Regions from separate parts of the Capra hircus genome. Here region 2 is linked to region 1. A link is a contact called in public Hi-C data. All regions are on one chromosome and are shown on one strand. Each heading gives the region's core, a stretch centred on a gene start, on an enhancer-like site or on the middle of the called end of the contact. The rest is flanking DNA. Distances are from core to core; before and after follow the strand shown.

Evidence for each region. A called contact is a pair of places that touch in the nucleus more often than the background predicts.
Region 2: a Hi-C map of blood shows a contact between it and region 1, with 5 times the contacts expected there. The contact joins the promoter of GRAMD1B here to the enhancer-like site in region 1. A contact is called at or near these places in 4 of 5 Hi-C or Micro-C datasets (blood and liver).

Annotation. Positions count from the first base shown.
Region 1 is chr15:48,242,825-48,246,543 of ARS1.2, forward strand. GRAMD1B (GRAM domain-containing protein 1B) reads right to left here. Exons shown (of 20, transcript XM_018059627.1): 2 at 804-881. Among named protein-coding and RNA genes, the nearest start is that of GRAMD1B, 60 kb to the right of the region's middle. Within about 2 kb of position 1,902, at least 2 of the 5 cell types and tissues checked have an H3K27ac peak or open chromatin away from gene starts, as enhancers often do.
Region 2 is chr15:48,302,922-48,306,640 of ARS1.2, forward strand. GRAMD1B (GRAM domain-containing protein 1B) reads right to left here and starts at 1,634. Exons shown (of 20, transcript XM_018059627.1): 1 at 1,293-1,634. The coding sequence starts at 1,357.

The DNA of each region.
Region 1 (3,719 bases), core at 652-3,151:
GATTCAAGAAGCTTAAGAGAAGTAAGGGAAGACAGGGACAAAGGAAAATCAGTCAGGAAACACAGTCCTAGTTGCCCCCCCTCCCCCCCCCCGCCACCCCCCCCCCGCCACCCCCCTCCCCCCCCCCCCCCGCTCCCCGTCAAGGACTGCACATAATCACCTGACACAAGTGTACAAGCTCTGCAGGAACTGAGACCTCCACCCAAGTGGAGGATGGAAGGACCCTCCTGACTTCTTTCAACTAGAGCCTGAACTCTGTTGACCTTTGTCCCAATTCTATGCTGAATTCTCCTCCATTCAAGCGCCTGCATGAATATGCATGTACCCCTAGCTTTAGCATAAATCCCCTTCTCTGGATCTTTGACTTGGCAGTATCTTTTGGTTGACACCCAGCAAGAGGCAAACCCAGCTTTCAGGTACCACTCTGAATACACACACGCACCATCCCAGGCCATGCCGTTTTTCTCAGGCTTGGAAACACCCTTTCCCTCTCCAGATCCACAGCACTCCCAACCTTTACAGGGCACCTCAGGTCCCGCTCCAACATCTTCCCAACAGACTTGGTTTCCACACACTGACTTCTCCCTCTGCTGAGCACCAAAAGCCTTTGGAACCAGTGCCCTCTCAGGTAGAGGGGGTAGTGTTCTTTCTGACCCGTGCTGGAGCACAGAGGTCAGGCCAGCTTCTGTTTCTCTGCAGTTTCTCGTGGTTCTCGCTTCTGGCAGAAACTTGATCTTCCTCAAACATCTTCCCCGTCCCCCGTCATCGCTGGCCTCCCGTCCTCCCCAGCCACGCGATCTCACCTTTCTTCCCGCACGCGAGGACTCAGGAACCTGCTGGAGTCATCGTCATGGCTGCTCTGCTGGCTGCTCTGCTGGCTGCTGCGGAAAGACAGGATGTGAACGGTTAACGTTCGCCTCCTTTCTCAACCCTGGGGTAAGCGCCAAGACTCCAGGGAAACAGGGTTACAACATTTTAAAGGTACACGTTCCCTCCCCCTGCCGTGGAAGTTGACACAGAGGACATAACTGGTAGGCAGTGGAACTGAGACCTTCTGAAAACCCCACCCATCCTACCTTAAGCTCCCGGGAAGATCCTGACCTATTACCTGGCTCTTCCCAGGCCAGTGTCAAGGAGCAAGTGCCTCTGGCATTCTCTGTCCCTGGGCCTCTAGATCTGCAGGAGAGGGTAACAATCCCATTCTTCACCTGAGACCCACAGGTGCGGGCACAGCCGATAGGGCAGGAAGGGGAGGGGGTGGTGGGGGAGAGAGGAATTCCAGCAGGACAAAGACTTGAGACCTGATGGAGCCTGGGGCCACCTGGCAGGATTCTTTGCCTCCTGGGAGAGCCGGCAAGGAGGGTGAGCAGAGGAATTAGAAGGTGGAGTTTCTCCACTCCTTAAAGCCCTGGAAGCATGATGATTAAGGAGCTTCAGTTCACAGAGTTCTTAAAGTGCATACTGTGGAGCCCTACACTAAGGTCACAAGATGAAAATCTCCAGAATTACCTAAGCCCCGTAGCAACTGTTGCCAAGAGCCTCCGGATCTAAACCTGCTAGGTCCTAGACTCCGAATTAGGTAAAATACCCACCCTATTATCCACCCTTCCAGTAGGAGTATTCTCTGCCTTGTTGCTATTCAGTTGCTAAGCTGTGTCTTGACTCTGCAATCCTGTGACCTGCAGCATGCCAGGCCTCCCTGTCCTTCACTATGTCCCAGAGTTTGCTCAAATTCACGTCCATTGAGTTGGTGATGCTATCTAACCATCTCATCCTCTGCGGCCCCCTTCTCCTACCCTCAATCTTTCCCAGCTTCAGGGTCTTTTCCAATAAGCTGGCTCTTTACATCAGGTCGGGAAAGTCCTGGAACTTCAGCTTCAGCATCAGTCCTTCCAGTGACTGTTCGGGGTTGATTTCCTTTAGGACTGACTGGTTTGATCTCCTTGCTGTCCGGGGGACTCTGAAGTCTTTTCCACCACCACAATTCGAAAGCATCAAGGCTATAAAAACTGGCTACTAGCCTGTGAAAGGGGTTCAGCTGTTCAGCTGAACCATGAGCTGGTCAGCTGTTCAAAGAGCAATAAACTCTAATCTCTCATTCTGCCTCTGTCTGGAAATTCTCTTCCAAACAGTGCACATACCATGACACTTAAAGTTATGTGTAATCCAATAGTCATTTATCTTACTCAAGAGAAAGAAAGGCTGTTTGGACATTTTACGATACTAGCTGAACCTAAAGCTGGTGATCAGTCATTTGTATTAACTGCTAATTATTAAGTACTCCAGGTATCTAATCAAGAGTCCTTAAGCCATGGCCCCCTGGCCAAATCTGGAGCCCCCGCAGTCTAAGAATGGTGCTTGCTTTTTTAAACGGTTGGGAATTTTAAAAAAGTTTTTTTAATGATAATAATATTTCATGACACATGAAAATTACATGAAATTCAAAATTATATGTCATAAATACAGGTTTACTGGAACACAGCCACCCTCATACATTTACATAGTAATCAGGACTGCTCTTGCTACAAGGGCGGAGCTGTGTAGGTTAAGGCAGAACTGAATTAAGTGCAGCAATGAGGCCATTAGTCCCACAAAACCTAAATATTTACTGTATGACCCCTTACAGAAAATGTTAGCAAACCCCTGTTTTGTATAAATTCTATTGATAATAAATTGTTATTACCATACATGTCACTCTAACCCAGGCCCAGTAGGACCAATATTGTTCCCTTGTTCTGCTGGATAGTTTACAGCCATAAAAAGCACTGATCTCTACACCGTATATTCCTTAGACTAGATCCGCAGCAGACAGCAAACTCTGAACGATCTTACAGGGTAAGTGCTTGTCGCAGTGCCTGCACACTTTCCATCATAGAAGTGATTTTATAACCATGCTCTCATGATCCCATCTTTCAGCAAGAAGTAAATGAACTCAGAAGCAATTTACAACACATTTTCAAATACACACACACGCACAACACACACACATGCCAGAAATCAGAAAAGCGCCACATACGAAGCTTCCAGTTGCCTAGCAGAAAAAAGTGTGTACACAGAGCACTTTTTTCGCCACTCATTCCCTATGGAATGGCTACTCGTCATTTGACCTGCCCTTTAAAAACATGTACTCAAAAAAAAAAAAAAAAAAAACCATGTACTCCATCATATATAAAATAGATCACCAGTGGGAATTTGATGTATGACTCAGGGAGCTGAAACAAGTGCTCTGTAAAACAGCCTAGAGGGGTGAGCTGGGGTAGGAGGTGGGATGTATATCTATGGCTGATTCATATTGATGTATGGCAGAAACAAACACAAAACTGTAAAGCAATTATCCTTCAATTAAAAATAAGTGAATTTTAAAAAAACCTCATAACAAATTATACTATCATGTTGCTAACCCACTGGACTTTTTTACATTGGGACTGACCTGTCATATGGATCAAGTATCCTCCTCTATACAACCTAGGATAGGTGTTAAGGCTACAGCAGGCAACCCACAGATGACTAGAACTCAAATTCCAAAGTAGACCCATTATCAAGAGAGGAATACCAAAATAATACTACTAAAAAGAGAGAGAGAGAAATATCAGTCTACATTTCTGGCAGCACAGTGGAGAAGTAGGAAGGAGGGGTGTCTGGAGCCCCGTGATTTACACTATCTAAAACCCAAAGGGGTTCCACCAATCCAATGACCACGCTCCGCACTACAGCCTCTT
Region 2 (3,719 bases), core at 384-2,883, 60 kb after region 1:
GAAACATCAGATACTTAGTCCAATCTCATTAAATATCTGGACCATTCTTCCTCTGCCCTGTCCCACCCAGGGTCACAGATGAGAAACTAAGGCATTGGTGAGATCAACCCTGGACCAAGGTCATATAGCTGAAATGGAAATTGCTTTCTGTAAATCAAATATCTTTTGGTCAAATTCTACCTTAATTGCTTTCAGTGTTATTCTGGAGGCTGTATTTTGACCTCAAAGAATAATTAAAATACAAATGGTACTAAGGAGTCCAAATACTCATGCTGCTTTTGTCCACACACATTCTGTGCGCACCTACTTCTCTCCTAAGCCCACAGACAGCAAGAAGTTAAACACAAATACCTTGCTAGAACTGATCTCAACACATGAATGATCAGATCTGCACAAGAGACATAACAATGTTTATTTACTTTTGGAAAAGCCTTTATGCTTTACACAAAGAGAATCCCTTTATGTGGGAAATTCCCCTCATGCATTTTAAATAGTACTTGATGTCTACACAACTTTGCAACAACACTACTACTTAGTAAAAGTATGTGTATAAATAATCAACGTACACGTTCATACCCTTTCATTTCAAAGCAAATAGATAACAACAATGGCTTGAACCATATGAAAAATCTGTTTCGGCTGAGCATAGATTAGAAATGTTCCAATGTCCTAAAAATTTGAAGATTGATCCAAAACTTCTTGAGCCAGGCACTCTGTTTTCTCAATTAAGCCTCACAAAAATCCTGAGGTTGTGCCAATTTCCCCATTTTAGAGATGTGGAAAACGAAGCCCAGAGAAATTAACTTTAGGTATCAAGCTATGATTCAAACCCAAGTAGTTTGAATCCCAAACCAGTGTTTTCTCCACTCCTCTATATTACTCTATTTCAACTTCCTGTAAAAAATATACTTTCAGCCACTATTCAGACTGGTTCTCTCTGCCATTTTTTGTGATGGCTTTCATTTGATTTGCAATCTGGTAAATAAATTGATATCTGGGGTTGAAATTCTGCAAACTAAGACGCTCTGCTTTCCTAACTCAGTCAGTTTCTATTTGTTTCCTCTCTAAAACACACCACAAAGCTAATACCAATTTCCTTGGGCCTTCCTACTGAATTCTAAACATTTTAAAAAGAAACTCTATCCCCAGTATTTGGCAGAACCTGCTTTGCTAGAAGTGCTTGCAAGAAATACTTTTCTTTGGCATGTTCAGGCCATCTAAGCAGATTCTCATTTGCAGCGAACGATGTCCTAATTCCTAACTGGTACCCAAGTGTCTCTAACACCCGTTACCTGTTACGAAGTCCACTTGTAGATCTGAGGTGGGTCAGCAGGGCTCTACAGGTGCCTGGAGGCATCCATCACTGAGATCTGTCCACCCAACACTCTAAGCGGGACCTACGCACAACAACTCCAGGCTCCACTAAGTTTGCTTAAAACGAGGCTGGCCACCACCTGCTGAAATGGTAGCTTAGCAAACACTAAAGGCTTTTAAAAGTAAGTTCTCTGTGATCTTTGTGTTCTAATTTAGCTTCCAAAGGTAGATCTAACTTGTTTTCAGGACTTTGGAAGGCAATGGTTTCAATCTTGTCAGCCAGGGCAAAGTCTAGGTTCTTGAAGGCTGGCTCACATGATCTCATTCCGTGCAAGTTCACCCCTGCACCCTTGGACCTTGGAACCAGGACAGTAGGCTTCATGCCCGCCAAAATAAAATCTCCCCAGCTTAACCAAAGAACAACCAGTCAGTGCTCATGGTCCCACTGTCCTACAGGAAGGGTCCCACCAGGATACTAAAAACCTAGATTCCTTCCCCGCCTCTTTCTCACTCTCCCCTTTTGTTTCTTCCCTGCCTCTTTCTCACTCTCCCCTTTTGTTTCTTCCCTCTCTCTGTCCTTCTCTCTCTTTCTGTATCTCTCTTTTGCACACACACACACACACACACACACACGAGCAATTCTCCCCACTTCCTTAAGTAACCAGACACTGCTCAACCAAAAACAAATGGTGAGTTTCCCATCAGGGGAGGTAAGCAAGCAGAGACTGACCACGTTCTTGCACTGAGGTTGAGACCAGACGACACTGGAGGGCCCTTGCAGGTTGAAGGCTGATAGTATCCCAGAGGTTCTGAGGTTCTGGAAAAAGCCCATACGTGTTCTTCTAATTGTTCTTTTATGACTTCTTCTCCTTTTCTTTTTTGAGAATGTCCTCCACACTCATTTAAATCAATCCTTACTTGTATATGGGCTTCCCTTGTGGCTCAGCTGGTGAAGAATCTGCCTGCAATGCGGGAGACCTGGGTTGGATCCCTGAGTTGGGAAGACCCTCTGGAGAAGGGAAAGGCTACCCACTTCGTATTCTGGCCTGGAGAATTCCATGGACTGTATAGTCCATGGGGTCGCCAAGAGTCAGACACGACTGAACGACCTTCACTTCACTTACTTGGGTACATGTATATTAAAAAAAACCCTCGGTGCACTTTACCCACACTGTTTTGCAACACCTCTTTTTCCACACCATGTCATAATTACTGGCATGCATTTTCCACATCCCACCTCCCTCAGACTGTATCGTCATCAAGGCAAGATTTCTGCCCTCTTCATCTCTGTCATCCTGTTTCAAAGCTCACTGTTCCACACGGTGTACCTGCTCAGTGAATGTCCGAGAGTGAAAATATGGTGGGTGGGGCAGTGACGGGGGTGTAGGGGAGAGGTCTGAGGAGGCACCCAGTTAGCTTCCCACACATGCTCTCTGGGGATCGCCTGCGCTTCTAGAGAAACGGAGGCTGAAGAACACGATCCACTGCAGCCCTGCAGTGTCCCTTGGGACAGCTCTGACTGCGGTCGTTCCTTCCCTGAGATCATCACTGCACTCAGCCTGCATCACATAAGAGATCTCAGGAGAAGGCACCTGGGAGGATAACACTCTCCACCCAGAACATTCGTTTCTGATTAACTAAAAGCTCAGGTTTCTTAGGTAAGGGTGTTTGGACTGTGGATCTCTGGAGAGCCATTAAAGGAAGGAACCAGAATGCACTTGGAAACAGCTGCTTACCTATCAACTCTTAAGAAAACACCCTGAAAAAGAGTTTAATCAGTTCTTCCTCAGTTACTGGTGAGGGCCTCAGTTTAACCATTCCTGCAAGAAAGGAATTCATCCTACTCTCTTCCAAAGATCTGCAGACAGGGCAGCTTCCCTGTGTGGGAAGCCCAGGCCCTCCTGAGCTCTGGAGCTGCCCTGCGCTCCAGAAAATAACCATTCTCTGCCGTGGTTTCCCGTCCAAAGAATGTCTGCCCATCTTGATTATAAGGCCAACGTTAAGTCACAATTTAATTTCCCTTAAGTGACTTCTTCTTAAGTGACTACTCATTCCATTTGAGTTGCAAATCGGAAAAAATACTTAGAAGAAACCAACCCCCACATTTTATAGATAAGGAACTTGGTTCAAGAAGTGCCTCTCTCTGTTGGCTGCCTTTGATAGCCTGTTTATTGTGGTATAAAAATGAACTTAACCTATTAATTACCGAGCAGGTGGGTCCAGAAACACAGTAACACATATTTTGTAAAATATATATATATATATATATAAACTTTATTTTAAGACCAGTTTTAGATTTACAGAAGTTACCACATGCTTGTAAATGCTAAACTACTTCATCCTCCCTGTTACTGTTTTACTAACAGTGCTCCCTACAGCACATTGTCAAAATAGCTTGTTTTCCG